Linked DNA regions of Mus musculus: all the other regions are linked to region 1. A link is a contact called in public HiCAR-type and promoter capture Hi-C data. All regions are on one chromosome and are shown on one strand. Each heading gives the region's core, a stretch centred on a gene start, on an enhancer-like site or on the middle of the called end of the contact. The rest is flanking DNA. Distances are from core to core; before and after follow the strand shown. Region 1 holds the start of Pawr (PRKC, apoptosis, WT1, regulator). Region 2 holds the start of Osbpl8 (oxysterol binding protein-like 8). Region 3 holds the start of Ccdc59 (coiled-coil domain containing 59).

Region 1 (4,266 bases), core at 745-3,244:
AGTTTTGGAATTGCTTCCTTTCAGGTAGATGAAGGTGTGATTATACACTTGCTTAAAAATCTTTCAAAGTTTCAAGATCTCTAATAGAACGTTCCTGATGCTAGAAGAAATGTTTGGTGATATAACACACACACACACACACACACACACACACACACACACACACACACACACCAAACATAAAGAACACACACCTCCAACAAATATTTTCCCGATTGTTCAAGACCACAATTAGTTGCTGAGACTCCAGAACTTAGTTGCTACAGCATCTCTGCTGTCCAAAATACCGCTGGGGCGACTTTAACACGGGTTTACTGCGAGATAACGCTTAGCTATTGCTAAGGCTACGCTTTCTTTAAAGGTGCCTTTGCTTGTAAACACTGCTAGGGAAGTGGAGATAAAACAACCTGATAGCCCGAGATGGACACGTGGGAAATCAGAAGACGTCATCACCTCCACGAATCGATTTCCCTAACACTTGATCTCTCTCTCTCTCTCTCTCTCTCTCTCTCTCTCTCTCTCTCTCTCTCTCTCACACACACACACACACACACACACACACACACACACACAGACTCAGAGACAGACAGACAGACAGACAGACAGACAGAAGTCTAGGCTGCCAAATCCTGGGGAATACCAACTGTCTATCATTCTAAAGCAATAATCCGGTTCCAGGGGCGGAAAAAAGAGCACGTGTCCAACTTTTCTGGGTCGGGGTAACTTCCCAGCAATCATTTACTCCAAGTAAAACTCCATCCCCGCTGCAGAGAGTGGAAGGGAACTCCGGGCCCCGGACCGAGGGAGCTCCCTGGTGGAAGACTCGGGAGGCGGCCCCGAGCCCCGCACCGGCCCGCCCCGCCCGGCTCACCTCCGCCGCGGGGATGTTGACCACGCCGGTGGAGCGGCGCTTCTCCCGCAGCTTCCTCTTCTCGATCTGCCCCTTGCCTTTCCTGGCGCTGGGTCCCGAGCTGCGGCCCTTCTCCCGGGCGCTATCCGGCTCCTCCTCATCGCCCCGGGACCCAGGCGCTCCCGAGGCCGCAGCGGCGCTAGGGCACTCGTCCTCCGCCCGCCGGGAGCCGGGAGCCGCGCGGGGCAGCGTGGACGAGCCGTGAGCGCAGTTCAGGGCGCCGGGCGCGGGGGCGGCAGGTGCGGCCGCGCCCGCGGGGCCGTGGTTGAGCTCCGAGGTTCCCGCGACCGCGGTCGGGGTCAGCGATCCCGCGGGGGACTTGGCGGCTGGATCCCCGCCGCTCGACCCCGGGCCCGCGGGGTTCTGCTTGGCGCGCATCTTCTCGCGCTTCGCCTTCCACTCCTCCAGGAAGTCCGTGGTGGTGCTGCCGCCGCTCCGGTAGCCGCCGGTCGCCATGTTCCCAGAGGGGCCGGCGGGGGCGCCCCTCACGCCGCGACTCCTGTCTCCCGCCGGCGCCGCCGCCTGCCCGGGAAGCGAGAATGCGCTGGGGACTGCGCGGGGTGAGCGCGCTGCCGGACCGACGCTCTGCAAGGAAGCACACGGGGCGGGGGAGGGGGCGCGGCGTCAGGTCCCGGGGTGGCCGCGAGACAGCGATCGCCGCGCCCTCGGCGTGGCCGCGCGTCCCAGCCGCCAAGTTCGCAGGACGTACCTCTGCGGTGCACCCCGAGAAATCCGACCCCGGGGAAGGAAGAGAGAGGAAGAGATGGGCCCCACCCTCGCCGCCCTCCCCGTCGCACCCAGGTCCCCGACCCCGCACCGGGACACCCGCGCCGCTGCCACCTGTGTGCACAGCTCCCCGGGACTCCCATTCCGCTCGCGCGGGCCTGAGCTCCGCGCCGCAGACGCCTCCATTCCGAGACGGGACGCGGAGAGCCACCAGCCGGCTGGAACCGGGGGGGACGTGTCCAGCGGAGAGGAGACCCGTGCGCGAGTCCCGTGCGGGTGGCCCGGAAGAGCCCCTTACCTCCGAGAAGTTTTTAGGTGGGACAAGGAGCGTGGCGGGGATGAGGGTTGTCCAGGTGAGCCGGAGCGTCCGGGACGCGCACGACCAGCCCCGGCAAACTCGCCGGCCTGAGCTGGGGGCAGTCCCTGGCTGGAGGGAGGGAGCGAGCGAGGGGCGGAGGGGGGCGGGAACCGAGCGGGGCCGAAGCGGGGCGGAAAGGGCCGAGTCCCTGCGGCCCGAAAGGGGGCGGAGAAGTACCGCCGAAGCCCCGCCCTCCGCGCTCAGGTGCGCGGCGCCCCGCCCCTCCCGCCGCCCTGACTCCTCCCTCCCGGGAATCGCACTCAGAGCGGACACCTCCTACCCAGGCTCGCAACTTCACTGCGGGCTGCCTTCCAGCTCCGCAGATTCTAGGGCGGGATCGGCCGATCCACGCCCCTCTCTCTCCTCACTCCTCTTCCCCGCCCCTCGGGTCTCCCACCACTCTTCCTTTTAAGTACAAGACCGTATTATTCTAGGGAAAGTTGTGACTTGCCGGAGGAAAAGTGCTACCAGCTAGGGGATGATTCAGGACCTGGCTCGCCAGGGTGGGGAAATACCCACATGGTCCCTTTCCCTCGCCGCCCTTCCCTCCCTCTTTCTAGACGCCAGGGGGGTGGCAGGTAGGAGACTGAGAAACCCAGCAAGCCCCTTCAAAAGCAGCGAGTGTCGTGATTTAAAAAAAAAAAAAAAGTTAGCTAAAAGGAGATGCTAAAATGATCGATGAATTATCAAGAGTTTTTTATTCTTTCAAGATCTTGTTGGCAACCCATGCGGTCTTCACGCTGTCTCTACACCGCTTATAGGCAGATTTAGCAGCAAATCTCCCCACCATCGACCTAAAGCTGGAGAGTCTCTGACTTTCCATCTTTTCTATGCCCAGGCATGAGTCAGTCCATCCTCACCTGCGATCAGAGCTAAGGGGACTTATCTCTCACATCTGTGCAATGTCAGAGTGCATCATTTTCAGGAGCTATGAAACCGTGTTTCCCAAACAGTAAGAGTCCGGAGGCACATAGGCTGACCGAACGATTCATCGTCGTTTTGCTCAGGTGACACAATGTAGGTAAGGAGGCAGCAGGTAACACGCCACAGCAATGGGCACAGGCTATAGTGACTCACAGTCTTGCATTTCTCAGAAGCAATTCTGGTCTTTGGTCTGCCTGTTGGGCTGGACATACGATTAACTTGGAGAAGGCTTAGAAAGTTGCTTGGTAAAAGGCCTCTCCCCGCACCCCACCCAAGAAGGATTAAAAAAAAAAAACAAAACAAAAAAACCAGGCTGACTGCGAGCCTAGCTGGTACCAACTTAGGTGTGCTGTGTTGGTTTCTCGGGCTTGTTTTCTGAGGCAAGCTGGAGCCTGGCTATATAGGTTCACATTCCTGAGTTAGTTACCTGAGAATGCTCACTTGGAAGGATTAAACACAGCGCTGGAAAGAGGACAGGCTCAGCCTGGATACGCATATGTAAATTACCACAGGGATCTTTAATGTATGTTTAAATTCTCTGAATTCAGTCGCTTTCTTTACTATGAAATACAGTACCTCGTTTTTAAAAGCTGTTTTAAGAGTCGACTCTGATTGTGGTGTGCTTGATTCAAGGACTACTTCTGATAATAAGATTTCAAACAATCATAGGTTTCTGTCTGGGAAGTGGAAGAAAGGAGAAAAAGACAAGGTAAGGAATATGTATTAACTTGAAAGCAATACACCTTGAATGAACAAGGGTAACACTTATAAATACAAATTTATCTCTTAATCGTCTCTGAGTCAGGAGTGCTGGCTTGCTTGGCTTTGGGTAAGTTGCTTAACTTCTGTGCCTCTGTTTACCTGCATATAAAATGGGCTAATGATACCTCCGTCGTCAGAGCACTGTGAAAGCGCCTCAGGTCCTTAGATAAAAGGTAAGAGGTGGGAACCAGAGCAGTTGCTAGTCTATAAAGTCCCCAGGGAAGAGTGGATGAAAGAGATTATTAAGGTACAAAGCACTCCATTTTGTTATTGTTATCGCTTATTATACCCTTTGTCTTGGCTTTGGCATTCTCCATATTCCCAAAGATGTATTGCACAACCAGGCTTCTTCCAACATTATAGCAGAGTGTTTAGCTGAGTCAACCGTCAACGGCCAGATGTTTGCATATCATCTTTACGTGCAGACTCCACCGGGTGAAATAACCCTCTAAGGCTGGGAGCTGGGTTTCTCCACATATTGACATTTGGGGCTGGGTGGATCCTGGTTCTGCAGTTTGCTTCATTCATTGTAGTAGGGCTTAGCACACTGCCTTGGACTTTGGCCTTCCAGATGCCAGAAGCATCC
Region 2 (4,266 bases), core at 1,122-3,621, 2.8 Mb before region 1:
TTTGTCCTTTAAAAACAAACATCTTTGTGTAATGGCACATTATGTAAGTCATAATTGTACCACTATTTCCAAAGTAAGATGAAAGAAAACATCTTTTCAAAGGATTGCATGGGTATCTCCAAAGCATATTTTTAACTCTCAATTCCAAAGTGAATTCAGAAGCAAAAACCATTTTACCAAATATCTAAATCTTATGAATGTGTTAAGAAACATTTCTTAGCTCCAAAAATGTAACAAAAGCTAGGCACAGTGGAATACATGTGGAAGTCGGGAGGCTGAGGCAGGAGGATTTTGCCATGCCGGAGCTACATAATGAATACCATGGCCAGCTAGGCAACACAGCAAAACCCTATCTCAGAAAAGAAAAGCAACACATAAAAATGACAATTCTAAATGAACAGACAGACCATTTGCACAGACCACACATTCAGTAATGAGCACAACTCAATGCAAGGAGCAAACCATGTCCAGGTTTAATTAAACAGCATTTCTAGGCACCTCTGTGATCTCTGGGGCTCAAACTGTTCACATGGAATTTGACCGCAACAACGTAATCTCCATAATTAAAGAGCTTTAGGAAGGTCTTAAATTTCATCTATCCCCTTTGCTAACACTTTGAACAAGCACACTGCAGTCATTCTTGCTACCAAAAGACAGAGTACATACTTGCTACCCAAAAGAAAGAGCAACATGTTAGAAATTAGTTGGTCTTTTAATAGAGTGCATTTTAAATTGCATGGCCTTTCCCTTCCTTTTATAAAACCTGTTTTTATAAAACCAGCATTTTAATAATCTCACTGCAAAACAGGTTCTAGCAAGCACAGCAACTGATCCCAGTCTCTCGGCATGATCAAATTTAGATGAAACCCCAGGGGAAGAGAGAGCGTAACAAGCAATTTACCTATACCTCAATTGTTCTCTGGAATTCTTCAAGAGGCAAAAACTATTTTAAATGGTTATCTTGAAAGACCTTTAATTGCACTAATTTGGGGCTGCACTAATTTGAGGTTGTTTACAGTGAAATTACTTTGAAGAATTCCCTGCTAACCCAAGGTATTCTAATACTACTGTTACTTAAGTCTTCCAGCAGCAAAAAGGCACAAACTTCATTAAGTTATTGAAAGCAGATATGCTATCGTCAGATAAGTGTTCCCATCTGTTTAGAGACGAACCCAAGTTAACTTATTTCAGACGGCATTTAGTTAAAATGAAATTAGGTTATGTTTCACGACGCAGATGTCGCTCACAAAGAAGTGTTAAATGACTTTAGTGAATGGAAAATCTGCATCTACTGTTGCTTCGCATCAGCCGGTCTTGAGTGGGTTGCTCAATGAAGCAAAAGCATGCTCCATATGAAACTCCCTGGAACCTGATTACACTCTCCACAGCTTAGCCGCAAACAAAACGTAAAAAAAAAAAAAAAAAAAGTGCAACGAAGACACCGCCTTTTCTCCAGTGTGGCAAGAAGGCCAACGGAGCTGAGGTTTAAGGAACACCGCGACAGTCTCTGCAAAGGCGGGTGCGGTCCGCCTGCGAGCGGCACAACCTCTTCAGGGGCTGTCACAGGAAAACCCCAAGCCTTGCCTTAACCGCCCGGGGCGACAAAGCGCCAGGTTTTCACCCCCTGCGCGGGGGGCTTCCGGCGAGCCCCGGCGTCGCCCTGTCAAACTTCGGGAGGGGCAGACACACTCGGGACCCGGAACGCCGCCGAGCCGCCCCCGCCCCCATCCCAGGTCCCCACTGGGCTTTGTACCGCTGCAGACGCACCTACCGCGGGCCCCAAAAAACACGCCACCCCCGCCAGCCCTGCCAATCTCCCTCTCAGAAGGGACAAAGGAGAGGCAGGAGGGGAACTCGCGGCGCGGGGTACCCACGAGTGCCCACAGCCCGAGCTCAGAACGTAGGACTGAGGGACTACAGTCACCCCAAAAGGCACGACTCCGCTGCTCCCCAACACCGGGCTGAGCGCCACTCACCGATGCGGAGCCCCAGAGGAGGCGGCCCGCAGGGAGCAGGCTTCCGTGGGATCACAGGGACGCCGGAGTCCGGGGCCTTAGTGTCCGGTGGGACCCCCCCTCCTCAACTTCTCTCGGCTGCGGTCGCCCGCGGGAACTGAGAGCCAGCCCGGACGGAGAGCACAGGCGAGCCGCGGCGGGGGCTCGGCCCGGAGCGGCGAGCGAACTCGGGCTCCTCCGCCCGCGGGCCAGGGCGGAACCTCTTCCTTCTCTACCGCTACCGCTCTCGGCGGTGGCCGAGTCGAACGCCGCTGCCGCCCCGGCTGCCGCTGCCGCTGCCGCTGCCGCTACCACCGCCGCCCAGCTGGGAGCGCGTCGCAGCAGAATGCTGTCATCCGCCCTGACACCGCCTTTCTGGGCGCCGCGAGCCGCCACCAGCCTTCACATCCCAAGGCCCGCCCCTCTCGCAGCCCCGCCCCCAGCCCGGGCCTGGGCCACGCCCCCTTCCCGTCACGTGACGCCGCAAGGAGGCGGTCCCCGGGTAGCTTCTGCTGGGCGGGCGCGCAGAGGCAGCTGCTGGCAGCTCGTGGTGATGGCGAGCTGTCATGTCACCTCCCCTCCGCTCCCCTCCCCGCCCTCGAGGTTCCCTCTCAGGAAGCCCTGGGGTGGAGGGCCGGCTACCCGCAGGTCTCTGAAGTGCTCGCTGGGCAGGACCCGCCTCCCGACCTCTGGCCGGGCCCACAGAGGAGGCTGCCAGGAGAAATTGGGGCTTGAGAAGCAGCCAGGAGTCCCTGCTGCCTAAGTTCCAATGACACGTTCACTGTGGTGTCTCATTAGCTGTTGGCCTCACAGGAGGTTTGAGATGTAGACTTCAGTCACGCTGGGATGAAAATAGCCTAGCAGGCTTTCTTGTTATTGTTCCTAGTCATGTTCAGAATCCTGGGTGCCAGCTTTTACAGTCATGAAGTTTTACAGTGAGGTTGGTGACGGTTTTAGCGACGTGGCAAGTTGATAGTACCTCTCAATTTGAACAGAAAGCCTAATTTAACTCTTCGGATTTTGTTGTTGTTGTTGTTGTTTTGTACCTCAACTCTTGGCTTTTTTTGTTTTTTGTTTTTTTAACCATGACCCCAGAAATCCCTCCCCATCCTGTGGAGAGGAAAGGGGCAGAACTCATCACTGGAAGAAAGCCAGTTACAATACAGAAGAAGAGAAAAGCGACCTAACAGTGCAGAAGGAGGAATGAGCTGCCTCTAACAAGGCCATTCTCTACGATAAAAATTCAATTCCTTATTCCTTTATCCTTCTACTCTGGAACCAAGAATTTTTTTTTTAACTTTACACAATTTCCATTACATTTCTTGACAGGAAATCAGATGACATTCTGATCGTTTGGATACTTAAGTAGGCCATAGGATTCTGCCTGTTACTGATGTATTTCATAGCAGCTCTAAAAAATTTGCAGACGTGGCCATTTTGTTGCCCAAAGAAAGAGCAATTTACTGCTCAGTTAAATAATGCCAGGCCGCTGATCTTTAAAACACATCTTGATGCAGCTATGTTAACATTTGAAAAACAATTAGATTTTGTCATGAAGGACTGTTCCAATGAGGGAAAGATTCTGCCACATTCTTCTGTTAAGAAACCTAAGAAATTATATTTGTATTTTACATAAACATAAGGGAAGTTTATTGTTTTCTTGTTTTGTTTGTTTTTCTTGCTTGATTGTTTTGTTTTGTTTTGTTTTTCAAAGAGACAGGGTTTCTCTGTGTAACCCTAGATGTCCTGGAACTCCTTCTGTAGGCTATGCTGGTCTCAAACTCACAGAGAGCTGCCTGGCTCTCTCCTTTCTGAGTGCTGAGGCAGTGCAAGGCAGGAAACATTGTTATGTGATGGCGGTAACGTTCCAGTTTATCAGCAGATTGAAATGTCACTTATCTGAAGCAATGCTGTTTTTTTCAGACTAACAAAAGCCAATGTCATTTTTTAATGAATTGGGTTTTAATGAGATATAATCTAAAAGATAAGAATGCATAATATCTAAACCAAGCAATAATCAGTTCGTGGGAGGCTGGAGAGATGAGGCAGTCAAGAGTACCTGTTCTTGCAGGTCCTGGTTTCTATTCCCAGCACCCATGTGCTGGCTGGTGGGTCCAGGAAATCCCACCTCTTCTGACCCCCTCAGGCACAGGGCATGCACATGCAAGCAAAACACCCGTACACATAAAATAAATCTTTTTTAAAAGTTACCTTGTGAGTAGCTGGCCATAACAGCCCATCTCTGTAGAGTTTAAGACCAGACTGTTCTTTC
Region 3 (4,266 bases), core at 1,054-3,553, 2.5 Mb after region 1:
CCTGTGTGCAGGGATTATCAGGGGTAAGCCAGCAATCATTCAGGAAGAAGTCCATGTGTTAAATATGTTTGTTGTTTTATAGGATGGCATCTTACTATGAACCACAAGCTAGCTTTGAATGACCAGCAATCTTCCTGCTTCAGCCTTCTGAGAAGATTACAGGCATATAAAACCATCCCTTGCTTGGTTTTCATTAACCGCAACCTATTTCCTGGACCCTTTGTAGAAAATGCAAATGAGAATACAGACAACAGCAGTTAGCAGTCATAAAGTTACCAAACACCAGGCATGTTTTAGAATACTTGATATAAATGAACATGATAAAATGTCATGAAATGTAATGCTTTAGGGACATCATTGACTGAGAAGATGATCCAGGATGAGGCTATAAAAGATGGTGTCCACCGTGGCTCTCAAATCATTTTATACTATCCTTTCTATCATAGTGGACACTGGTATACCACTATGGAAAGTCTGGCTTTATAAGCCAAAGTGGCAATGGCTACACATCTGCATTGTTTTTCTAGTATCTGGTTATGTTGCCCATGCTGGCCTGGGACTGGGAATTGTCTGGACTCAGGTTCCTAAATGTTGGGCTTCCAGATCTACAACATCAAACATAGTCCCCCACCCCCAAATTAAGATGCACACATTAATACTGCGCTTAATTACGGTCCAATTATATTACATGTTCTTGAGAGGCTGCAATTCAAAACTCAGATCTCTTAATTCTCATTTCCTATTTTCGACATCTCTGCTCAACTAGCCTCTTTCAGTCATTTAACACTAAGTGGGGAGACTCCATGAAATACCATTACATGACTTGAAAAAAGTGCTAAGAAAAATCCTGATTCTTACAAATTTTTCCCTGTGTCGTCAGTAAAACATTCTTTACATTTAAAGTGAGGAATTTCTGAAGACGGAGGTGCTTACCTTCCTGTGTTCAGCTCTTCTGGCTGTGGCTGGTGACCACCTGGCGGTTCTTCAGAGGAAGTCTGCTCAGTGCTGCCCTCCTCTTCAGGCAAAGGCCGGTCAACCTGTTCTTCTGACAAAGCCAGGCCAGCCTTTCTTTGCTGTTTTCTGAGTCTTTCCTCTTCGGCCAGATAGAGGTGTTTCAGGTGCTCTGGGTAACGATCTGTGAACTGGGACTCCTGTGACGCTGGTGCCTCCTTCACCTTCCACAGCAATTTCTTGTAATTTTGCTGGATCTTCAGTTTTCTCCGAAATGCAAAACCTTGTCCTAACATTGAAGGATTTCAGTTACAATTACTTTAACAGAAAATGAAAACTAAATATTTTTTTCTTTTACTTTATATTCAAATGAGAGAATTACTTGGCTTTGCTTTAAAGATAAGGTTAGGCAACCATTTAATGGTACACTGAAGAGCAAGGTGGCCCTTTACCTAAATATAAGGGTAACAGCGAGTTGTCAGACATCACATTAAAAACTCTAAGTACAGTAAACTAAACTTTACTGCTCACCTTGAATTTAGACTCATATCCACAAATTACATTTTATTTAATCCACATACAATCTCACTTGGGTCTTCAGTAAACACTTAATAAATAAAGTAGAGTAGTCTAGTATTTTTCCCTTGGAGGATCTTACTAATCACTTATTTTCCAAAACACAACACAAAACAAAAGGGGGAGGTACTGTACAACTTTCTGAACACCTGTCGATTATTCTTAGATCGAACAAAAACCACTTAAGCATCTGACATGCAACGAGAGGCCTTCAAAGACAAGACATCGAATCGAATCTAAGGAAGGCAGCAGTATGAGACTGGAGGGCTACTGTGGTGTCTTTTGGTTATCAAAGCTTTGGGGCAGAGTATTTTAATGTAATATTGTATCTATATTACATACTTGCTGTAGTAGAGATGCAAGTATGTCTGGGTGCTTCTTAGCCAAGCGCACCTCTAGACGCCCCGTGTCTTCGCTTAGACCTGAGATCTGCGTTAAATCACTGAAGCTGACCGCACCGTCCGGTTCTCAGTCAAAGGACTGAGAAGCTCTCGGACTTGGCGAGCTTAGGAACGGCTTCCCCGATCTCAAGCCGGATCCCATCCTACTCCCTCGACTTCGGCGGGCCCGAGCGCTCCTCCACGGCTGTCCCTCCTTACCCTTGCGCACGCTCCCCCGGAAGGCTTGCTGGGGGTTCGGCCGCCAAGTCCTGCGCTTCCCATTCTGGTTTCCGAATCTGACCTGAGAGATCCCTTCCCCACGCGCCGCAAACCCTCCGGTCCGCCACTTGGAAGACGGCCGCGAAGGCGCCATCTTTTTCCACGGTGGGAGTTCCTGGAACGCCAGTGGACGCCGACCTAACACGTCACGAGGCGGAAGCAATCAATCGCCCAACCCGGCGCGTGCTCGGAGCTCGACTGCCTCAGCCTGAGCCGCTTCCGGCGGGGAAGAGAGGGGTCGCGCGGCCATGTTGGCGCCACCTGCAGCCCCGGAGGATGAGCGTCATGGCGGCGGCCTGCCCTCTGCCCAGGACCCCGGACCTGCCCACGCTGCACGACAAGTTACAGGGCTTGCTGAGCTTCCTCAGGGGCGCCCTGGCCATTTCCAGCGCGCACACGGTGGACTTCTACACCAAGTCGGTCTGGCAGGAGCTGGTCGACCTGCCCCCTGAGAGCGTGCTGGCGGCGCTGAGGGAGTCGGCGGTGGAGGCCGAGCCGCGCGAGGCAGAGACGGGATCAGGTGACTGGCGGGGCGGGCGGGGCGGGCGGGGCGGGGGCTGTCAGCGCGCCCCCTGGTGGAACTCGGCGGAAGTGGCAGGGACTTGAAGGATGCTGTTACCTAGGAGATGAATTGGAGGGAGCTGAATAGCGAGGATGGATGGAGACGGGCGGGGTCCCCTCTGGGTTCTAATCTGGGTGTTGGTCAAGTTCCACAACTTAAAGTAGTCAACCCGGGGAAGAGGCGTTCCTTCATTTATTGATTCAACAATTTAGTTTTGAAAACATCTAAAGGCTGTGTGATGATCAATACAAAGTAGAAGTGGACTTGGGGGACCAATAAGAGCCAGTTCCTACTCGGCACAAGGTATCGTGGATTAGGATGGTGATAGTGAAAGCTTTGAGTGCTCGCTAGTTAATTTGAAAACACACCTTTAATTCCCAGCACTTGGGAGGCGGAAGCGGAGGCAGGCAGATTTCTGAGTTCGAGGCCTGCCTGGTCTACACAGAGAAACCCAGTCTCGGGGAAAAAAAGAAGAAGAAGAAGAAGAAAACTGTATTTTCAATATCAGTTATGCACCCTGGTGTTTTCTAGGCTCTGGAGTTTGATACCCGCAAGAAACTTAGATTCTACCAACTTAGATTCTATTCTGGAAATAGAGGAACAGGAACAGTAGCAGCTACTGGAATTGCTTGTGCTTTGCTTCCAGGTGTTCCAGATGTTGTCAGCATTAGTGAACTTACTTAATCACTGAAGCAGCCTGTAAATGCAAAGTGCCCCGGGGGCGGAGGTAGGGGCCATGGAGGGGGGGGGGTTATAATGGTAGAACTTAAGACACATTGGTTCTTGGGCAATAGTTCCTGGTTGTTGGAAAGTTAGACACCCTTTCAGTTTGCTCCCATAGTATTCTGCGTTGATAACCTGGTACATAAACTTGTAGAAAGCAGGAACCGTATTTGCCTTAACCAGGATTCCAACGTGTGGGAAACTATTTGGCATACATTAAGTACTCTATAAAATATTTGTTGAAAAAAAGTGACTCTTGTTGGCTTTCAAAAAGAAAAAAAAAACGAAGAAAATACAAGAAAACAAAACTTTTAAGTGCAGAGCAAACCTTTGTTTAACTTTGTCTCTTCCTGATGGGCTATTACCTTATATATACTAATAGCTTGATTCATTGGTGCCTATTGTATGTTCTGCAGTTTGCTTTTGCTAAAAGTTTTTTTTTCCTGTTTCCTCTGTGTGTGTGTGTGTGTGTGTGTGCAAAAGTCTGAGTACCAATTCAGAGACTAGACTCTGGACGTGATAACTTTTTGAGTTTTATGAATTCCCAGCTGTTTTTTGAGCTGACTTATTGGAAGCAGTCCTTCGGATTTTGTCATCTAGTTCTGTGAAGAGACAGCATGGTGCGATGCAGGCAGACATGGCTGGAGAAGGAGCTAAATAAGGGCCTTACATCTTTTCTTTTTTCTTTAAGATTTTTTTTTTCTTTTCCTGATTACACTGTAGCTGTCTTCAGACACACCAGAAGAGGGCTTGGACCCCATTATAGATGCTTGTGAGTCACCATGTGGGGACTGG

The links. Promoter capture Hi-C pulls out the DNA fragments that hold promoters and counts their contacts. HiCAR-type assays count read pairs that join an accessible place to other places.
Region 2: a contact with region 1 is called in a HiCAR-type map of astrocytes, with 2.6 times the contacts expected there. The contact joins the promoter of Osbpl8 here to the promoter of Pawr in region 1. A contact is called at or near these places in 1 of 484 Hi-C or Micro-C datasets (embryonic stem cells) and 1 of 115 datasets of contacts at active chromatin or transcription factors (astrocytes).
Region 3: a contact with region 1 is called in a promoter capture Hi-C map of embryonic stem cells, with 9 times the contacts expected there. The contact joins the promoter of Ccdc59 here to the promoter of Pawr in region 1. A contact is called at or near these places in 2 of 39 promoter capture datasets (embryonic stem cells and liver), 1 of 484 Hi-C or Micro-C datasets (uterus) and 2 of 115 datasets of contacts at active chromatin or transcription factors (astrocytes and embryonic stem cells).

Annotation. Positions count from the first base shown.
Region 1 is chr10:108,329,917-108,334,182 of GRCm38.p6, reverse strand. Pawr (PRKC, apoptosis, WT1, regulator) reads right to left here and starts at 1,994. Exons shown (of 7, transcript NM_054056.2): 1 at 1,935-1,994; 2 at 872-1,495. The coding sequence starts at 1,366. Gm40755 reads left to right here and starts at 1,180. Exons shown (of 2, transcript XM_017314170.2): 1 at 1,180-4,266. The coding sequence starts at 1,450. The coding sequence ends at 2,406.
Region 2 is chr10:111,162,907-111,167,172 of GRCm38.p6, reverse strand. Osbpl8 (oxysterol binding protein-like 8) reads right to left here and starts at 2,371. Exons shown (of 24, transcript NM_175489.3): 1 at 1,977-2,371.
Region 3 is chr10:105,839,516-105,843,781 of GRCm38.p6, reverse strand. It overlaps Ccdc59 (coiled-coil domain containing 59), which reads right to left and starts at 2,303. Exons shown (of 4, transcript NM_025602.3): 1 at 2,127-2,303; 2 at 934-1,240. The coding sequence starts at 2,280. Mettl25 (methyltransferase like 25) reads left to right here and starts at 2,402. Exons shown (of 12, transcript NM_207522.2): 1 at 2,402-2,706. The coding sequence starts at 2,463.